Linked DNA regions of Sus scrofa: region 1 is linked to region 2. A link is a contact called in public HiChIP or PLAC-seq data. All regions are on one chromosome and are shown on one strand. The core of a region is the stretch at or near the end of the contact, and the rest is flanking DNA. Distances in the headings are between cores, read along the strand shown.

Evidence for each region. HiChIP or PLAC-seq counts read pairs in DNA pulled down with a chosen protein or histone mark.
Region 1: a contact with region 2 is called in an H3K27ac HiChIP or PLAC-seq map of skeletal muscle. The contact joins two enhancer-like sites. A contact is called at or near these places in 3 of 47 Hi-C or Micro-C datasets (embryonic fibroblasts, omental adipose tissue and undifferentiated spermatogonia) and 1 of 2 datasets of contacts at active chromatin or transcription factors (skeletal muscle).

The regions. Positions count from the first base shown.
Region 1 is chr1:137,659,260-137,663,428 of Sscrofa11.1, reverse strand. All of the region lies in intron 1 of IGF1R (insulin like growth factor 1 receptor), which reads left to right. Among named protein-coding and RNA genes, the nearest start is that of IGF1R, 29 kb to the left of the region's middle. Within about 2 kb of position 1,943, at least 18 of the 83 cell types and tissues checked have an H3K27ac peak or open chromatin away from gene starts, as enhancers often do. A contact at or near this core is called in skeletal muscle, where this site is marked.
Region 2 is chr1:137,488,599-137,492,401 of Sscrofa11.1, reverse strand. The region is part of intron 2 of IGF1R (insulin like growth factor 1 receptor); the gene reads left to right. Among named protein-coding and RNA genes, the nearest start is that of PGPEP1L, 180 kb to the right of the region's middle. Within about 2 kb of position 2,216, at least 71 of the 83 cell types and tissues checked have an H3K27ac peak or open chromatin away from gene starts, as enhancers often do. A contact at or near this core is called in skeletal muscle, where this site is marked.

The DNA.
Region 1 (4,169 bases), core at 694-3,193, 170 kb before region 2:
AAATTTAGCTTGCTGACATTACATTTAAAATGTTTCTTCTCTAAGGTTAAGTGAGATAATTCTATGGTTCTCTTTGTATGCTTTCTTTCCCATATTTTGCTATCATTTTATGCTAGCTTTGTAAAATGAATTATTTTGTAATGATTTTCCCTTTTACCATCTCTGAAAGGGTTGATACTGTGTGGTGATACAGTTTCCTTTGAAGGCTAGAAAAGACTCATTTGTTAAGTTGAAGCTGATGCTTTTAATAATGGATTGTTCTAGAGTTCCCGATGTGGCTCAGCTATTAGCAAACCCAACTAGCATCCATGAGGACTCAGGTTTGATTCCTAGCCTTGCTCAGTGGGTTAAGGATCTGGCGTTGCTGTGAGCTGTGGTATAGGTCGCAGACGCAGCTCAGATCCCCTGTGGCTGTGGTGTAGGCCAGCGGCTACAGCTCCTGGCTGCAGATGTGGAAGCAGAGTTGGGACGCCATCACCCTGGGATGATGTTACATGTGAGGGATGGCTTGGATCCTCTCGGGGGCTCACACTCCACCCTCAGAGCTATTCTTGGAGGTGCTGTGACATGCCCTTCACCTCAGTGGAGAATCTTGTCCCATGTAAGTCTGGCTCAGTTTAACTTGAAAATTCTGCTCATGCCTCTAAATCAAGCCAAGACCCTTGAGTTTAGGGTCATTCTCTGATGTCGTCTGGATCATTGTCTGGTACTTGTGGCCACGAGGAGATTGTCATCATTCAGCATGGGTGGGGTGGGCACGGGGCGGTAGTGGGGAAGAAATACTTAGGAAGGCGGAGGCGAAGGTGGAGGGTGGAGAGTGCTTAGGAAGGAGTTGGTTGCCCTTGAGGAGGTTCTCAGCCCAGGGGTGTCAGGGGGCAGGATTGATGAATGAACGGAAGGGTGGATATGTGCACAACCTGTACCTTGGAAACCTACACAGGGGCTGCCACTGTCCCCTGGTCACAGAGAGCATTCAGTGGTGATCTGATTTGACATGATTTTGAGTAACTTTCATATCCCAAGTAATACTAGGACTTTTTTCAATTGCAAAGGTGATCTGAGCTGTTTTTCAGGAAAGGCTGGGAACATTCTAGGAAAAATATTCGCTGGGGATATTCCTGTGGGATGACCTAGCATCCCATGTAGGGCCCAAGGAGACCAACCTTCACATTGAAAAGCATATCTGTGCTCTTGGTTTATTTTTTCATGGGGAAAAGTGTCCAATATCATTATAAGAGGAGTCTTTTTCTGTAAATAGTTGATTCAGAAATTTTAGAGGTTTAATTGAAGAACTTGTCTACGTTTTTACCTTCTCCTCAGGGATGCAGAAGCTAGTATCTTTCTCTGGGTGGCTTTTGACATTTATATTTAACAGCTTAATTTTCAGTCTCACGTGCAATGGGTGGTGATACTGAACTTTTCTCGCTGTGCATTTTGCTTCAGGTGGGCACTTGGGCAGCCTTCCCTCCCTCGAGCTGGTTGACCTCTCCCGTCAGTGACCCCTTTACCTGCCAGTGTATCTTGTATGTGCTACACAGTACTGGGGCAGTTGGTTCATCTTTCTCTCCCCCATTGTTATAGGGGTTCTTTAAGAGCAGGGAACGTGTTCTTTGTTTCCCCAGGCCCTGACAGTGCCTGGCACATAGTAGGTGTTCACCACAAGGGTTTTAGATCTGACGAGTTTGGGTGTGTGACTTTGAAAGGAGGTGAAGTGCCTTTTCAAGGATACACCTCAGTGATTCTTCAAGCAATCTGGCTGTTTATTTTAGGATTCAAAAAGTAAAATGTTCCATTTAGCAGACCAAGTGTTTCACAATCTGATGTTATCCGCTTCCGTTGAATTTCCTCTGTAGTCCCAGTTTTGGGGGCTTTTCTTGCTTACGAGGCAGGGAGGTGGCTGGCAAGTCCCTTGTACTCATGTGGTCACTGCCCAGCTGGGTTACAACTTGTTCGCTGCCATTGGCTTTTAAGGGATGAGGTAATCTTAGCTCAGCTTGGTTTCACATACAATAGTTTTGTTTGTTGAGGAAGTGGTTGTCTCTTGAAGTTTTTAAGATGTTAGGGATGTTATGAATTGCAATCAAGTGGGTATCCTTTTACATAAGTGCATCTGACAAGCCAATTTCACAAGCTCATCTCATCAGTCACAGTTGGATGGCAAAGTTTATTGTTTAAAGTTTTTTGGTGTGTGTATGTGAGTGTTTTTTAAGTAAAGAAAGGAAGCCTCTGTATAGAAACCAAATGGCTTCAGAGGCCAAGAAATGGCACGAAGGCATGGATATTTAGAAATCTGAACATAATTCCTCATTCCTCTTACTCTCTTGCATCTGATCTCTGGGACAGGGAGACAGCTGTTAATTGAAGTCCTTGTTCGAGGTACAGAGACATAATGAAATGCACATAACCACCTGGAGGGTATAGATCCTTGGAATGGTCCTGGAGGCTGATGAGGCTGCTCTGAGCAGCTTTTTTTACCAACTTGGCCTCTGAGATGAGCCAAGTGCTTTGTTCATTTGTAAACAGTGCTGCCCATCCTTTAGCCAGTTGTTAAATCACTTTGGATGTGTTGACAGCCTCAAAAAGTCACCACTTAAAAAAAAAGTTCAAATTCGGGAAAAAAAAAAAAGGTAAGGAAATGATCTCCTAGTGAGACAACTTCTTCCTAAAAAATGAAAGCTTTAAAGACATAAATTCTATGTTATAAACAACTTGTAATTTTGATCGTTTTCAGTTGTAGCTCCAGCAGCCTCTACGATAGATCTTAAGTATGTTTATCACAGCTGGAAAAATGTTTTATTGTCATCTTTGTTTATCATAATATGCCACCTACTCTGGTTGTGTCTTACTGTAGCTCTGCTTCTTTGTTTTATGTTTTTTTAATAGAAGGGGGGCAGATGAATGTAAACGATACCTAGAAATTGAAACAGGGGAAAAAAAACCCCAATGTATTCAGCCAGCACTCTTTCCAGGTTATAGCTAGACGTCAGCTGGCAGCCTCCAAGCTGTGGTTTATTGAATAATACTTAATACTTAGCACAGCCCTCAGTGAAGATCTTTTTATGGCCTTTTCTGAATGTTTTACAAACATTACTAAAGCTCATCCAGATGAAGGCAGGGAGCTTTATTTTCTTTAAAAATTTTTTTATTGGAGTGTAGTTGACTTAAAATGTTGCATTAGTTTCAGGTGTATAGCAAAGTGAATCAGTTATAAAGATATCCATTCTATTTTCCTGTACGGGTTATCACAAACTATTCAGTAGATTTTCCTGGGCTATGCAGTAGGTTCTTGTTAATCATCTGTTTTATATAGTCATGTGTATATATGTTATTCCCATCCTCCCAATCCCTCCCTCCCTCCCTTCAGTGGTTTTACCTATGGTAACCATAAGATTTTGAAATTTTTAAGTTTGTCTCTGTTTTATAGATTGTATTTTGTTTCTTTCTTTTTTTTTTTAAAGGAGCAAAATCTGCCCATTGGGATACTACAGTTTAGCAAATAGAAAGAGAATTGAGGTTGGAGGAGACCCTCCGTGTGCTGAGAGGGAGCATGGGATTTGGCCTCGATAAACCTGGGCTTGTATTCCGTCCAGCGTTAGTATATAGTGATGGATTTGGGGGCAAGTTATGCAGCACCCCTGAGCTTCTGGATGTTTGGGAAACCCTGTGAAGAGTTGGGTCCCACAGTAAATGCTCCACATATGCATTTTTTTCTTCCTCTCTTTATCCTCCGAACTTGAGATATTTCCTGCGTGATTTTCCCTAGCTTTGATTTTGCCCTGCCACTCTGCACATAATTGGGTGCCATTTGTTACTATAATTTGAAAATTGCAAATTCATTTTAATAACATCATAGGCCAAGTGTAATGAGGAAAGTCAGTTTTATGGGCCCAAATCACATTACAAAGCTAAATGGAAACCAGTTTTAGATTATTTTAATTTATTTGTTTCTTTGCCATTCCACTGGATAATACTAGAGGATTGAATTTCACTAGATAGAAACCCTGAAGATTCATCAAATCCTAGCATTTCAGAATTCCACTTCACTTTTCAGCTGGAACTCTGCGCTTTAAAGAATGATTCTATGTTTGAAGTCGTAGTTAACCTCACCGTGATTTCCGGGAAGAGAATGGAAACTTGTCCGGTGGGCTTGTGAGCCCAGCAATGGTGTG
Region 2 (3,803 bases), core at 967-3,466:
AGGAAGGAAGTTGCATGCCTGGGGGCTGGAGCCATGCTGGAAGAGCTAAGGGGTACTAACTCCATACCACAGGCTGTGGAGGCTTTTTACAGAAAGGGGAGACTCGAGGGTTGAAGGATGCAGTTCCCTGGGACTGCTAGGTAGGGAGGCGCTATTAGAACAGGCAGACAACTGGACACTGGGGCCTGGAGGTGATGAAGACGACCCCCAGGTGGTCAGTTTACCCTAAGTTGTGTCCTGCAAGAGTCATTTTGTATCAGTATGGCTGTCTGGCCACGGTGGCAACATAGCTCACCATTAGAGTGTTGAGTCGGTGGGCAAACAAATGGAGTGGAGATCCCTCTTGGATCTGTCCTCCTGGTTCCCTTCTCCACTAGTACAGGAAGGAGCCTCTCTGTCCTCTCTCTCAGTTAGGTGGTTTGTGTGTGTCTCTCAAGTGCCCACGCCCCTCCTGGAGGCAGCCCCAGGAGCTGCCCAGCTTGGGGGAGCAGCGCCTCCCTGGCAGCTGCAGATTTTTCTCGCTAAGGTCCTTTGAGACTTTATGGTGAGGCCAGAATGAGGAGTGGATTGTGATTCAAGTCAAACCAGATGGGGAGTTACCGTTACCACGAGATACATTATCCTGGGCAAAATACTCCCTCTATGGAAAATGCATGTTCACTGCTTATTTCTTGTCAAGTGAGCTTAATATCATCTCAGTTTTTATACACACACACACACTCTTCCAAACAGCTCTGAGTGAGATCACAGCTCCAGGAACTTGAGATCAGAAGGTCTAACAGGGCATCTGATATACCTCTGTGCCATGGAGGGCACATTGTGTAAGGAAACAATTTTTAGTACTGGGGTTTAAAAGCACTTCTGAAAAGACAGAACTAGAAAATTTAGAGGAAGGGAAGGTCAACCAAAATGGCTCTTGCTCCGGTTTGAGAGTTGTTAAACCCTAAGAAGGAGAATAAATAGCAGAAACAAACCATTTTGGTTTTGCACAGAACAAAAATGATGTGAAGCTGCAAGTCAGCAGTTCTAGCCCAGCAGCTCTAAAGGAACACCCATTCGTGTTTGCTTTTCTGGGGTATCCTTGGTCGTCTCCCCACTGTGGGTTCCTTTTGTCTTGGTGCAGCCCCAGTTCAGAGCGAGGACGGGCAGCAGGCATCCCAAGCCCTCCCCGCCTCGCCTTGCCTCGCCTCGCCTCGGTGGACCAAGGTTGTTTACTACTTTCTACTCGGAGTAGCACGCCAATCACGACGGCCCGCCCTCCTCCCTGTCCAATCGGCTCGTTGGGAAAGTCCACCTTTCCGCGGGGGCTGGGCAGCGACTGGCTGGGGCAGCTGTCAGTCAAGCGGGCATCCCGCAAGGATGCAGCAGGAGTATTAGGGACTCGATCACCAGAGCTGAGGAGGAGTAACCTTCCCTATAAACAAGATGCCCCCCCCAATAAAGCAGGGCGGGGGTGGTGGTGGCGGGGGGGTGCACCGCAGCACAACCTAGCCCTGGGGCCCCACTGGAGCCGAGCGGGCTGAGCGCAGAGTCGGGGAATCCCTCCCTCCCTCCTCGCTCAGCCTCCCGCCCACCGCTGCAGTTGTAAACACGTTTCCCTCCATGTCTGTTTTCCCTTCTTTCTACCAGTGGCCATTACAGGCTGCTGTTTACCAAAATCTCGTCGGGCACATACCCTCCTCCTGGTCCCGTCCTCCATTGCCCGCGTCTCCCTGCCTTTATTCTGGCCTTTTTCTTTTCCTTCCCGCGGTCTTCAGACTAAAGGAGGCTAAGTTGCAACCAGGCTTGTTTTCCTTTTATTCCTGTCCATGTGGGACAAGTCACGCCTTGTCAACATGCACCATTTTCTGCGGAGATCATGCTTCCTTTTTAAATTGCGTGCATGGACTAGATTGATTTTGGTTAGGAACACTGCAGCTGAAACAGCTCTGGAAGGACTGGGTGGATTTTTTTGTTGTTACTGTTTCGGGACGCGGCAAATGCTGTTTTAATTCCGTGCTTCTTTCCAAGGTGGGTCTTGACTCCTTCACCCACTCCTAGATTTGAGATGTGTGCCCCCCGCCCCAAGACAGCATTGTGCTGAACTAAATGTTTTTGTACCTTATTCTGTGATGTGAATCAGGTTTCCCATTTCCAGCTGCACAATGTGGTTGTATTCAGTGTGATAGGGGCGTAGTGGACAGGAATTATTTGCGACAGGGCTGCCTGGAAGATGCGGAGTGGAGTTTGCGTGGCCTGGAGCAGCTCCAGTGTCTGAGGCTTCTCTGTTCCGTTACAGAGGCTCCAAGCAGGAAGCGTAGGCAAAATGGCAAAATACAGTATGTGGCATTCGGTTCAAAAATGCCTCCTTTTTAGGAGCTGGTGTTACACAGGACATCCAGTCCTCTTTAGCTTTTCTGCTCAGAAGAAAGAGAAAGTTTTCCATAAGATGGCTTGTTTGGGATATTTTGTGAGAGGCCCTATCACCAAAAAAAAGGAAAAAAAAATGATGATTTTGAGTTTCTGACTTGCTGAGTGGAGGTTAGGCCTCCTTCAGATGCCGAGTCACAGTCACGGAGCAAAAAGGCCTCTGCTTCTTGGTTTATAGGAATCGCAGAAACATACGTGGAGCTGCAGCCTGTGGGGGCAAGATGGAGCCTTCTGCCCATCTCAACCCTACAGCCTGTGTACTTTCTCAGCAGTGGGGCATTTGAGTTGCTTGTAGGGAATGTAAAGGGGGAAAGGTACATTGCAAATAAAATGTAAACAATATCTGTGGTTGTCCTGATTTCCAAGAGCCACTTCCAGGACCACTTAAGCCCAGGAAACAGGTCCTATTTCAAGTTATCCACCACATCTGATTTAGATTTCTCCCTCCTCCCACCCCCTCTCTTCTAGCTGTCCATTTGTACTCTCCCCTCCTAGGATGTTTTTTCTAGGTGATCAAATTAGTGTGTATTCATGTGTATCGTGGTAGTGTTGTGAGGATAGGTTCAGCTTTCACTTCATGACTTGAGAGAAGTGGTTCTGGGGCATCATTCCGTTACCAAAGGTGATGGAGAGGGCGAGGGCAGAGTCCTGCCTCAGGGCCGTGAAGTTCTTGGCACCGTCATCATCCGGCCTTGTGAAGTTACAAACTAGGCGATTGCTTGAAGTCAAAAAGACACTTCAGTATAAGGCGGAGTGCCGTCATGACCCGTGTTCCAGCTCTGGGCCCTTCTGCACTCACCTCTGTGAACCTAGGTTTCTGCCCCCCTCCCCCCCCAATCCCCACCTGGCCCTGGCAGGAGGTGGAAAGATGACCTCTATGCTGTGTTGAGAAGACTAAACGAAACATCTTAAGTAAGAAGTACCTGACTTGCAGAGGTGCCCAACTTGCCCTCTCTAGTAAATCTTCCTTCTTTTGGGGCCCCTCACATGGGCCTCCCACTTCTTCAGGGTGGCACGTTGAGCTCATCTTTCGCTGGGTTTCTGCATCACCTGCTCTTCTCTGGCCAGGTCAGCCTGTTCATTTTTCCATGCCAACAGCCTCTGTGCCAGTAAGTCACGTCTGAATAACCAAAGCATGTTTCCCTGCTGGAAGATGCCAGGGTAGGCTGGTCTGGGAGCCAAGTGGCTTTCTCCTGTTCAAATAAGCTTGGGAAGCAGGAGGGCCTGGCTGCTTTGCTCTTTAGTGGCTCGAGGCACGTTTGGAAACACCTTTAATCCCCACCCCAGAGTCGGATTGCCCCTTTCTTTCCCACATGACCGGGCTGTGAGTGCTTGGTGAGCTGACTTTAGCCTGCCTTGGCCTCTGTGTACCCTCGGAGCCTGCCAGCCTCCAG